Regions from separate parts of the Sus scrofa genome. Here regions 1 and 2 are each linked to region 3. A link is a contact called in public Hi-C data. All regions are on one chromosome and are shown on one strand. The core of a region is the stretch at or near the end of the contact, and the rest is flanking DNA. Distances in the headings are between cores, read along the strand shown.

Region 1 (4,336 bases), core at 1,801-4,300, 110 kb before region 3:
TCTGCTGCAGAAGGATTTTAAATAATTAACACCTTCTTTCCTTCACCGAATAGATGAAACCGGGACATCTGTGATAGAGGAACTGATGATTCCTCCAGCATCCAAAACTATTCATTAATCCGAAATGTTTGGGATTGGCCAATTATGAACCTGTAGGCTACTTCTTTGTCCAATTTGGCCTTACAGACCCCCCCTCAGACAATAGTATCTCTGTCTTAATATCAACCTGAATGTTAATGCATTTAGACTTTTCCAAGCAAACCTATGTGCAAAATAGAGTGATGTTTCAGCATCATAGTGCCCTCTCTATGACAGGCTCTTGAAAGCTGAAAACAGGAGAAGCATACACAGGGTAACACAAGTCATTACGTGTTTTTTCCTCCGCAGGAAGTCGCTTCCCGGAAGCCAGCCTGCAGGGAGCCATGCAACCCACCCCAGGCCCCACAGGATGCTGGGGAAGGCAGGGTTGGTTTGTTTCCCAGTCAGCTTCACTCCCTGGCCCGCACCCTCCTACCCAGAGCACTTGGCTTTCTGGGTTACTCCTTCTGCAGCTGCTTTCATTTATTTCGGGACCAGTTTTATTGTCTCTGCTTTACTCATGACTTTGTCTTGCCTTCTTCTTTTTGGGGCTTGAATTTAGACGAGAGATGAGGGCAAAGGGTACTGAATCCCAAACCCAAATCCCGTTTGATGTATTCCTTCATTTGTTTATTTTCCTCTCAACAATAGTTGAGCAAGAAGGAAGGTTGATAGGAGGACCAAAGTGTGGGTTTTGAAAACCATTAGTGAGTTTTAAGGAGGCAGGCCACCATGGTGACTCTAGACAACGGAGCACTGGCTGTTTAGGGCAGTTCTTAAGCACTGAGCATTACCTATTTAGAAATGTCTCTTGGGTTGTTTATCAAGGTGTGTGACTGAGGGTGAGGAATGGAGAAATCAGAACGAGAGGGAGAGCAACCATCGTCCATTTGAAATCTTGTGAACCAGCTGTTTTAAAGTTAATAAAACCCCCAAAAGCCTCAATTGGGAAATATACAAATATTTACAGGAGTTCCTTCTGGGGAGCTGTGGGTTAATGATCTGGCATTGTTGTCTCTGTGAGGATGCGGGTTTGATTCCCAGCCCAGCACAGTGGGTTAAGGATCGGCATTGCTGCAGCTGCAGTGTAGGTGGCAGCTGCGGCTTGGATTCAATCCCCGACCTGGGAACTTCCATATGGTGAGATTGTGGCCGTCAAAAAATAACAATAAGGAGTTCCCCTCGTGGTGAATTGGTAACGAATCCGACTAGGAACCATGAGGTTGTGGGTTTGGTCCCTGCCCTTGCTCAGTGGGTTAAGGGTCCGGCGTTGCTGTGAGCTGTGGTGTAGGTCGCAGACGCGGCTCGGATCCTGAGTTGCTGTGGCTCTGGCGTAGGCCGGTGGCTACAGCTCCGATTCAACCCCTAGCCTGGGAACCTCCATATGCCGCGGGAGTGGCCCAAGAAATGGCAAAAAGACAAAATAATAATAATAATAATAATAATAATAAATAAATATTTACAAAGGCTCCCCCTCTGTCTACGGTACCCTTGTGCAAGAGACATCATCTTGCAGTCTTGCAGTGTGGTTATATTTGAAATCAGCGGTGCCAGATGGGTTTGTTGTTTGGTTGGTTTTTCAATTCCTAATGGAAGTGTAACGTGCTTGCGCTGTGAGTATGCCTCGCAAATGGTGGCTTTGTCTGCCTTGGAAGGGGAAAACTTGACCCGATGCCGCTGGGATCTGAAAGTGTGGTTCCTAAGAGTCCGAATAACCTTGGGCCCTTGGACTCGCCATTAATGCTTCTTCAATAGTGAGAAATAACATGGATTGGCACTGAGACCAGATTCCTAAGAGGAGGCAGCTAAAAGGTATTGTCATTTAGCTTCATTTCCCAGAAGGGCTCACTCAGCTGCCTTCATAGAGCAAGATGCTTCCTCTAGACGTGGTCTCTTTAGAAGTTTGGGGGATTGTGGCTCAAGGGAAAATGACTCCGTCTGAGGAATTCTTTAAGAGCAGCTGAGAAATGGCCCTAGGCCCCGGCTTCTCCTCAGCTGGATCCAGTTTGTGGTCCTTTTCGTGGTTTGCAATCAGAAAAAAATAAATACCGTGTGAGAAATCAAACGGGTTTTGTCAAAGTGGAAAAATGATGGCCTCTCCCTAACACTAGGGTTAGACAGAAGCCGGCGAGGGTGTCTAGTGCGAACATTTCCGGTGGCCAGACCTACCTGGCTGTTACCCTGAAACCACGGCTATCTAGCACATGCTTGCAGGGACCCCCCAGAAGCTTCCTGCTGAGAAGGATTGCACACTGCGGTACCAGTTGCTTTGCCTGTGTGCCGTTGCTGAGCAAGGAGGCAGAAGAACGTGTACTTTGAATTTTTAGGTATTTAGGAAGACTATCCATCAGCCCACAGATGCCACAAGACAATACAGAGAAGACTGCACATTCAGCTTAGCCATTCCATCGAGGCCTTAGGGAGGGGTTGGGACAGCTCCAGGGCTCAAAGCAGTCCAGTTTGGCAGAGGGACCTCCAAGGGAGGCTGGGGCCGAGGAAGGGAGCCTCCTGACTGCTGGCAAGATTCTTCTTGGAGATGGAGCCGATGGGACTGGCCGAGGCAAGTCAGTCTGGGAGGCCAGAAGGCTCGCAGCCTGTCCTGTTGAGGCCGGTCCCCATGAGAGACAAGTCCCAGAGAATGTGGCCTCGTGTAATGCTCACATAACCTTCCTCCATCCCCCGCCCCGCAGCGTGTTCAGCTCAGCGTGTTCTCCGGGGGATGGTGGCGGCTGCTCTTCTGGGCAACAACAGTGGACACACGTTCAGTGAGTTCAGGGCAGGCATCCGGCCCCCAGTGAACAGTGGTGTCAGAATTCTGAGCGAGCGGTGAGCAGTTTCCTGAAGATAAAACAGCACAGCAGCCACAGCCACAGCGCCCCAGACCGGGGCTCTCTGGGGTCTGGGGCCCCTCCTCATGCTCAGCACAGTTTGCTTCAACGTGCTCTGCGGTTGAGCAAGGCTTCCTCTTCCCCTGTGTGAACTCCAGGAAACAGAAGACCGTCTCCGCCGGACACCAGCTGCCCTGGCCTCGTCTCTTGCCCTCCTTTGCTGGTCAGCTCTGAATTCCTGCATTTGCTCAGACAGCTGGGAGGATGGTCGCAGCCCACGGCCCTCAATTCGCATGCAAGAGGGGCCACCTCCTTCGCCAAGGCCTGGGCCAGCTTCCCAGCTCCACATCTGAGTGTGAAAGGAGCGCCTCCCCCTCCCCTCCCCCTGCCCCAGCGAGCACATTCTATGGATTCCCCATGACCCTGTACCAAAAGCAGCAGAGTAGAGACAGATGGCTTCGGGCCCATGCTAGCCTCCAGCGCGTGTCCACTGGACTATTAGTGCCTTGCTTTTCTCCCATGTTCATGTTATTAATGAATTAATTAAGGGTATTCTTTCTCTAAATGAATTTTTCATGATAAAACCAACCCTTAAGACCTGTGGGAACTTCGAACCATCCAGAAGGGCACAGTGATGAAAACAAAACCAAAAAGCCCTTGTGAACTTCATCCTCAGCCAGCCAAAGCTGCACTTAACATTTTGATGTATTTCCTTTTAGTGTTTGTTTCTCTCTCCTGACATAGTTTCAGAAACACCCGTCTCTCTCTCTCTCTCTTTTTTTTACAAACCTATATCGTTCTGGATACTCAATTTTGTTTTGTGTTATGTGGTAATTTAGCCACCTTACCCCCCTTCTCCTACAACATGGGTTATTAATGGCTCTGTTCATGGTAAGAACATGCCGTATATATTCAAAAATTACTATTGAGGGACACTGAAAATGTCATTTTTCTCCAGAATAACACTGTAATGCACATCTCTGTTCATAGATTTTTTTTTTCTTTGCTTTTTAGGGCACCTGCAGCATATGGAAGTTCCCAGGCTAGAGTCAAATTGGAGCTACAGCTGCTGGCCTACACTACAGCCACAGCAATGCAGCATCCGAGTTGCATCTGGGACCTACACCATAGCTCACAGCAATGCCGGATCCTTAACCCACTGAGCGAGGCCAGGGATCAAATCCGCATCTTCATGATTACAGGTTGGATTCGTTACCACTGAGCCACAAGGGGAATTCCAGTTCATAGATTTTTAGACTCTGTCTCTGAATAGTGGCCAAAAGTAGGACCCTAGAAATAAAAATTTCAAGATCAAAAAGTGTAAGCACTTTTTTTTTAGGTATACTTTTAAGGCTGTTGATGCACGTTGTCAGACTGCCCTCCAAAGTGGCTCTACCAATTCAGTCATGTAAGTTTCCTTTGTCTTTGTT
Region 2 (3,818 bases), core at 1,287-3,786, 78 kb before region 3:
CGCATCAACTCTGGAGTTCCCTGGTGGCTTAGTGATTAAGGATCCGGCATTGTCACTGCTGTGGCGCTGGTTCGATCCCTGGCCTAGGAACTTTCACAGGCCACAGGTGCAGCCAAAAAAAAAAAAAAGTCACATTGACTCAGAACCACTACCAATGCCTTGCACTCTTTCCAGGAGGCAAGGTGCTGGGATGGAGGGATGAGAACAGTGGTTAGCTCCTCTTCAGGTAATTTGCTTATGTCCTGTTGCGCCGTGGGTGGGGGCACTGGGACATAAAGGCTCTGTCAGAAGAGGGAGAGGAAGGATGAACATTCCCCATAAGCTTTCAGATCTCTGACATTGGTGCTTCCCCTGCTTGGGGACAGTGCTCCCAAGAATTCAAGCCCTGTCCCAACACCCTGCAGGATCACGGATGTCCCTGGGTGTTAGAACTCTAAAAGCAGAGCGTCCTAGAAGAAAGAAGAAAAAGGGCAAGAAGGCTAAGGGAGCAAAGCAGCAGTGTCAAAAAGGCCAAGCTCTTCAGTGTCTGTTTAATTGCCAGTTCACAGAATGAAAAAGAAACAGAAGAGGTACATGTAGCTGCCACGTCCTTGTGGCTCTCAGTGACGTAGGCTCTGAAGAAAGTTGATTGAAAGAGAAGCACCATCTCATGGTGCACAGTGGGTTAAGGATCCGGTGTTGCTGTGGCTCAGGTTCTCAGATTTGATCCCTGGCCTAGGAACTTCTGCATACCACCGGTGCGGCCAAAAAAAAAAAAAAAAAAAAAAGCGAGAGGAGTTCCTGTTGTGGCTCAGCTGGTTAAGAACCTGACGAGTATCCATGAGATCGCTGGTTCGATCCCTGGCCTCGCTCAGTGGGTTAAGAATCCAATGTTGCTGCAAGTTGCAGTGCAGGTTGAAAATGCAGCTTGGATCCTGCCTTGCTGTGGCTGTGGTGTAGGCTGGCAGCTCCGATTTGACCGCTAGCCTGGGAACTTCCATATATTGCAGCCCTGAAAAGCACAACAAAACCCAAAAAACAAAACAAAACAGCAACAACAACAAAAACGCAAAAGAGAGAAACACAGTCATCTTCAAATCCAGGCAAGCAGTTTGGGCTTATGGACCAGAGGACTCCAGAGCTCCAGGCCCTTCAAATTCCTGTCCCCAGTGGAAACAACATGTAAGGGAATCCCAGCCTTTCCTAGTTGGCTGCACTGCTCGGCGGCAGGCAGGGAACAGCCATGATGCAAAAGCCATTTCCGTGTCGCTCAGGATGAGGGACACGGCACCGCTGGTCCCACAATTACTCTCTCTTCTGATCTGATGATGTTTGGCTCAGATGGATTTTAATCGTGCTGGTGTATTCCCTGCGTGCACCTTCTGATGCCACCTACCCCAAAGACAAAGCTCCCGGGGCTGTGTCGCTGCATCTTGGGTACTTTTCGGCTGCCACGACATGGGGGAGCAGGTGGAATTCTTCCTCTGAAGACCATGCCCGGGGAATTGTGTGTTCTCCCTGTTGGTTATTCTCGTGGTAGAACCCTTCATTCCCATCACACATCAAGCAACCCAGGAGGCAGTGAACATAGGTGATCAGCTGTTGAAAATGCACAGAGCCTCTTACGCTGCTGACATCTCGGGCTGGATGGGTCTTAGTGGTTGTCATAACTGGAGGCAGGAGAGAGAGACTTCTAGAAACTAGTGGGTGGAGACCAGAGATGCTGCTAGACATTTCTCTCCTGCCTCCAGTTATGACAACCACAATTGTTTTCTGACGTTGCCCACCGTCCCCTAGGGGACAAAATTGCCCCTGATGGTATACCACTGCTCTTACAGGAGGGTGCTGAGGGGCACACAGGACTGTTGATGCACTCATCATTCTCCCGACTTCTGAAACACAGGACATGGGGCCATGTGCACTCCGAGAGGAAAGTGTCCCTGCTTTATCCCTAGCTCCTAGCCTGGTCAAAACAAAGTAGATGCTAGAGCAAAGTGTGACAAATTGTTGGAGTTCCCTGGTGGCCTTGTGGTTAAGGATCCAGCACGGTCACTTCTGTGGTGGGGGTTTGATCTTAGGCCCAGGAAGTTCTGCATGCTGCGAGTGTGGCCAACATAAAAAGGAAAAGTTGGAGTTCTTGTTGTGGCTCGGCAGTAACGAACCCGACTAGTAATCCATGAGGACACGGGTTCGATCCCTGGCCCCGCTTAATGGGTTAAGGATCCGGTGTCGCATGTTTTGGTGTAGGTCACAGATGTGGCTTGGCTCCCGCGTTGCTGTGGCTATGGTGTAGGCTAGCAGCAGCTCTGATTTGATCCCTAGCCTGGGAATTTCCATATGCCGGGGCTGCAGCCCTAAAAAAAAAAAAAAAAGTTGACAAATTGAATTAGATTTTCATTTTTCCCGCTAATTGTCTCTCCTTTCCACTCTGCACAGAAAGGCTGCAGCCGATGACCCACTTGGCTTGGGAAGTGGAAGGCGGAGACACTGGGCATTAGGTTCCCAGACCTGGGGCAGTTGCACATGTCAGTTTCCTCTTAGACAGCAGAGCTCAACTGGAGGGCACCCCAGGAATCTTGCTTACAGTGTATGTTTGAGGGAAGACTTCTGTGCTGAGTAAGCCTTATCTCCCCACTTTTTCTTCCTCCACAGACTTTCTTAAGCTTGCCCTCTGCCCCCAGCCCTTCACAGTCTGCCCATGGCCTTCCTTGGCTGGCAGTGATCTCTAGGTCTCTGTTTCAGCTCCCCACACTGCCACCACTCAGGAAGCCCCCTTTGTGGGCTCTTGGTCCTGGGCATTGTCTCATCACAGGTAATCATTCATGGACAGTTGAGACAAGAGGCTCTTAAGTTAGAGCCCATGGATGGGACTCAGGGAATCGGTCAACCTCTGAATCGTCAGCTGACCCTTTTTATGTGGGCATTTAAACTCTCCCTGAGCAGAATGTCATTGGCCTTCATGGCATAGCCAGGGGGGGTTAGGACACCCAAAACCTCCAGATTTCTATCTCTACACCCTGGCCCAGCAAAGTTTAGCTGCACTTTGAGATCCTTTAAACAAACGGGTGGCTCATACTCTATCCATGATCTTTAGGGGAAGGGACTAATTCCTTATGTCCATGAATGCAGATTGAGCACTATAATCTACTAGGTCCTAGGCTAGGTATTAAGAGATACAGCGGAAGCCAGAGAGAAGCAGTCTCTACCATCATGGAGGTTAGAATATTGGGATGAGCTAATTCAAGAAGCTAAGAGAGGAGTTCCCTGGTGGCTCACTCAGTTAAGGATCTGGTGTTATGGCTGCTGTGGTGTGGGTTCCATACCTTGTCCAGGAACTTCTGCAAGCCATGGGTGTAACCCTCCCCACAAAGAAAAGAAAAAAAAAAAAAGAAAGACAGAAGGGACCAGCACACAACCCTGATGTAACCAGCATCTCCGGTGATTTCAGAAAATGAAAAACAAAAACTATGCTGTGTGCAAGTTTCACAATGAAAGAATCCTTCCATAGATCCAAAGCATTACTAAGAGAGAACAAGTAGCTCACACAACATGGAGTCTGAGAAACCAAATGGACAGAAAGTCACATACATAAACCTTTTGTATGGGGAAAAAACTTACAAAGGACTGTTGGTCCAGGTTTTTGAAAGAAATGTTAAGCTCTCACACGTGTTTGAAAAACTTAAAACTTGAAGAATTCATCGAAGTACAAATTTGATTAGAGAAGCCTTCAATAATGCCATTGTGTGTTTTGTTTTGTTTGCTACCATTTCATCTTACAGTGGTAGGAAAAGTAAAAAAAAAAAAAAAAAATAGGAAAGGCTGCTAGGAGATTTTGGTGA
Region 3 (4,193 bases), core at 1,332-3,831:
AGGATCCGGTGTTGCCATGAACTGTGGTGTAGGTCACAGATGCGGCTCAGATCTGGTGTTGCTTTGGCTGTGGTTATGGCATAGGCCTCCGCTGCAGCTCTGATTCCACCCCTGGCCTGGAACTTCCATATGCTGCAGGCGTGGCTGTAAAAGGAAAAAATGATAAAAAGAAAGAACCCAAACCTTCCATTGTATCAGGGGGCCCTCAAGCCAGCGATGAAACTGAAGGGAGTCTGAACTGTTGGAGGAAGCTGTTGATCTAGGGGCTAAAAGGGCAGGAAACGCAGTCAGCAGCACTCATGCTAATTGCTGCAGAGGTATCTGTGCCGAGAAGGTGTCTGAAGGCCTTGTACTGTGCCAGCCATATGGATCAACGGGATTCTTCTTTCTTTTTTATTTTTGGCTATGCCCACAGCAGCAACCTGGGCCACTGCAGTGACTACGCCGGATCCTTAACCTGCAGAGCCACCAGGGAACTCCATTAAGGACTCTTTTTGTTAATGATTTCTGCCACTGGTGGGCTTGTCCCTTTGCAGATCTGGGGACATCCCTAGAGCTTTTCTCTCCTGTTTGGGTTTTTTTTTTTTTTTTTTTTGTCTTTTTAGGGCTGTACCTGCAGCATATGGAGGTTCCCAGGCTAGGGGTTGAAACGGAGCTACAGCTGCCAGTCTACACCACGGCCACAGCAGTGCGAAATTCAAGCCATGTCTGTGACCTACACCACAGCTCACGGCAACGCCGGATCCTCAGCCCACTGAGCGAGGCCAGGGATTGAACCTGCAACCTCATGGTTCCTAGTGAGAATCTTTTTCGCTGTGCCACAACAGGGAATTCCCTGTTTCTGTTCGAACACCATCCTATGCGCAGCCTCCCAGGAAATTCAAACTAAATTTCCTGGTAATAAAAGAAACCAAGTCAATGAAGGCTCTTAAAAATTGCCAGTTATTGGGCAACTCCTGTAACTTTTACTCTCCATAAAAGTTATAGCCCTGTAGGTCTGAGATAAAAACTGAAATTTACCAGAAGCTCTGAGAGTTGAAAATATGTTTACTGGACTTTCTGAGATCTTTCATATGAAGCCCATGAATGTCTATCATTTTTCTTTCCTGGGGACTTTTGGATAACATGAAAGAGTTCAATGGGAAAAAATGTTCATCTTCTGAAAAAAGCTAATAACTAAGATTTGCTGTTTCTTTTTTTTTTTTTTTTTTTTCCCACTGTACAGCAAGGGGGTCAGGTTATCCTTACAGATTTGCTGTTTCTTAATGAGAGGCCAACAGGAGTTCGGCTAACTTGAGAAGGCTACTTCTTCATCTGCTTGATGGTCCTTATTCAGTGTATCCTATTCTTCGTAGTTTTCAGGATTCCTGGGTCTATCTCTGGCCTTTACTGATGGCCCAGTGTAGTTCTTCCTTTCAGAATTTGTGTGGACAGTTTCTCCTCCCTGTGAATCTGTTACTGCCCAAACCACCCCCTTTCAGCCATCAGAGCTGTGCCACATACCAGGATCCTGGGGAGAGATGTATGCCCCGAGTTAAGAAATGTTATTTCCTTGGTTGTCACCGTAAACTTTCTAGACTTTCCAGTAATTCATCAGTAATTTATGGCTCTCGGTTCCCAAAGTCCGTTTTGCTGGTGAATTCTTGGTATTTCTTTGAATCATTCACTTTCACTCATCCTCCCTTCAGGCTCATTTCAACATTCAGAGGGGGGATCAGACCCATCTTGCAGCTATCTGAAGTTGTCAGTCTAATTCCATCCCGAAACTGAATTAGCTACCGTAATTGTCCCGAGGGCAGCTTCAGTTTGCTTTGGATCAGTTAAAGGAGTCTCACATCTAGAATCTTTTTTTTTTTTTTTTTGGTCTTTTGGCACCAAAGACATGTGGCATATGGAAGTTGCCAGGCTAGGGGTCCAATCAGAGCTGTAGCCACCGGCCAACACCACAGCAGGATCCGAGCCACATCTGTGACCTACACCACAGCCACAGCAACGCCGGATCCTTAACCCACTGAGAGAGGCCAGGGATGGAACCCGCAACCTCACGGTTCCTAGTTGGATTCATTAACCCCTGCACCACGGCGGGAACTCTGAGGTGGGATTTCTTTAATTTGGTCATTCACGTGGATTTTCTAAAAGACCTTAAATACCACCAGAACCAAAAGCCGCATGTTCCAGGAGAATAAATACACACACACACACACACACACACACACACACACACACACACACAGAGTCACAGTCACACTCACACACAAATAAGTCCCAGGACAGTATCCCTGCATGAGAAAGGGATTACGTTAGTGAAACACTAAACCAAACATCGCTGTCCATTTGCTCATTCTTCTTAGGATTAAACTGAAAGCTGTTTATCTGCTCTTAGTTGCACGGGGACATGTCTTGGCTTTCCTATCGAAATAAATTCTTGGCACAGTTTCATTGTTAGGGATACAGGAGCCAAGACCAAAAAAAAAAAAGTTCTTAAGAAGTATACAAAAATTATGGTCCTCAGATCTTTATCTATCCTGATGTTTTGAAAACTTGCTTTAAGAGAAATGACATAGGCCTGCGGTAGAAGGACAGGAAGGAAGGGGAGGCTGCGAGAACAGCCAGGAAGCTGGAACTAGCAGCTGTTCTGTTTTTCAGAGCAGGGGGAATAAAATTAGACAAGAGTTACAAATACACAAGTCTAAAGTAATAGCACGTCTCAGCGGGTCAGGGTGGTGGCCAGTCCATTTGCTTGTGGGTAAAGGACAATGGACATTAGTTCATGCAAAGTTCATAAAGACAGAGTTCCCTGGTGGCACAGCAGGTTAAGGACCCAGCATTGTCAGTGCTGTGGCTCTGGTCACTGCTGTGGCATGGGGTTTGATCCCTGGCCCAGAAACTTCCACGTGCCATGGGCGCAGCCAAAAAATAAATAAAAAGTTTAGAAAGAGGACTAGAGGGAACGTGGTGTGATCTCTCACACAGTCTTCCTGCTGCAGGTGTGTGGAAAGCCTGCTGAGGTTCGGCCCACCTCCATCTCAGTTGATTTCCCCTCAACTTAAGGGACCAAATACCATTTCTTTTCATGTCTGCTTTGCAACGTGAAACCAAGTCTGTAAACCAACTAATGGAAAAAATAAAAATCATTAAAAAAAAATTAAAGCAAAAAAATGAAACCTGATGACAACAGCTCCGAATCATAGGCCACAGGACAACTTTTCATGCCTGAGTGACACTCCCACCTGGGCTAATCTTTATGCAAAAGTGTTCTTTTATGCCTTCGTCCTTGGCTTTTGCTCCAAACCCAACCAGCATAAACTACACAACACGGCTCTCTGTTTTTACTTCGCTTTTTAAAATCAGGGTAAAAGAAACAGTCATCGGAGACATTTGTTTATTCAGTGTAGACTTCACAAGTGTGTGTGCCCTTGTGGGTTCGCTTGATCTCCCTCCCCCGCACCCCCTACCCCCGGGCCAGTTGTTGCCCAAATTGCAGTGCGAAGAGTAGGCCTTAATGGGGAAAAATTACTACTAAAGAGTCCTTGGGTAAATTCTTTTTCACAACCCAATGGGTAAAATGCTTGGTCTGCATTAAAATCACTTAAGTCACTTAACGAAATTATTGAGACCATGATATATACACTAGACACCATTCTAGGCACTGTGTACAAGTCAGGAAATGAAATAGACCTAAACCCCGCCCTCGTGAAACTTACATTCTAGTAGCGATGCAGGAAAAAAAAGGAAAGACGGGAAAAGGGTAGAGAAGGACAGGGGTCCTGATGATCACGCAATTTTATTGAGGTCAATCCATGGAGGTGATGTTTGCAGAGATGTTTGAGCAAAGAGTGGAGGAAGGGATCTCAGCAGATGTTGGGGGGAGAGCATTCTTGGAAGGTGAAGTAGCAGGTGCCAAGGCCATGGAGCGAAAGCCTGCCCTGGCACGATGGCAGAGCTGCATGGATGCCAGGCCCACTGCAGGGAGTCAGTGGGAGGGTGGGGGGTGGCGAAGCATAGTTTGGAATAAGAATTAAAATTTCAAAGAGGTCCCGTTGTGGCACAGTCATTAATGAATCCAACTAGGAACCATGAGGTTGCGGGTTCGATCCCTGGCCTTGCTCAGTGGGTTAAGGATCCGGCGTTGCCGTGAGCTGGGGTGTAGGTCTCAGATGCGGCTTAGATCCCGCGTTGCTGTGGCTCTGGCG

The links. Hi-C and Micro-C count contacts between places; a contact is called where the count stands out from the background.
Region 1: a Hi-C map of retroperitoneal adipose tissue shows a contact between it and region 3, with 1.6 times the contacts expected there. The contact joins two enhancer-like sites. A contact is called at or near these places in 4 of 47 Hi-C or Micro-C datasets (alveolar macrophages, embryonic fibroblasts, fibroblasts and 1 more) and 1 of 2 datasets of contacts at active chromatin or transcription factors (skeletal muscle).
Region 2: a Hi-C map of retroperitoneal adipose tissue shows a contact between it and region 3, with 2.0 times the contacts expected there. The contact joins two enhancer-like sites. A contact is called at or near these places in 13 of 47 Hi-C or Micro-C datasets (blood, embryonic fibroblasts, fibroblasts and 7 more) and 1 of 2 datasets of contacts at active chromatin or transcription factors (skeletal muscle).

What each region holds. Positions count from the first base shown.
Region 1 is chrX:9,749,196-9,753,531 of Sscrofa11.1, forward strand. No RefSeq gene overlaps it. Among named protein-coding and RNA genes, the nearest start is that of TMSB4X, 100 kb to the left of the region's middle. Within about 2 kb of position 3,051, at least 29 of the 83 cell types and tissues checked have an H3K27ac peak or open chromatin away from gene starts, as enhancers often do. A contact at or near this core is called in retroperitoneal adipose tissue, where this site is marked.
Region 2 is chrX:9,783,140-9,786,957 of Sscrofa11.1, forward strand. The region is part of intron 2 of LOC110257721 (a long non-coding RNA gene); the gene reads left to right. Among named protein-coding and RNA genes, the nearest start is that of TMSB4X, 130 kb to the left of the region's middle. Within about 2 kb of position 2,537, at least 5 of the 83 cell types and tissues checked have an H3K27ac peak or open chromatin away from gene starts, as enhancers often do. A contact at or near this core is called in retroperitoneal adipose tissue, where this site is marked.
Region 3 is chrX:9,860,955-9,865,147 of Sscrofa11.1, forward strand. The region is part of intron 2 of LOC110257721 (a long non-coding RNA gene); the gene reads left to right. Among named protein-coding and RNA genes, the nearest start is that of TMSB4X, 210 kb to the left of the region's middle. Within about 2 kb of position 2,582, at least 25 of the 83 cell types and tissues checked have an H3K27ac peak or open chromatin away from gene starts, as enhancers often do. A contact at or near this core is called in retroperitoneal adipose tissue, where this site is marked.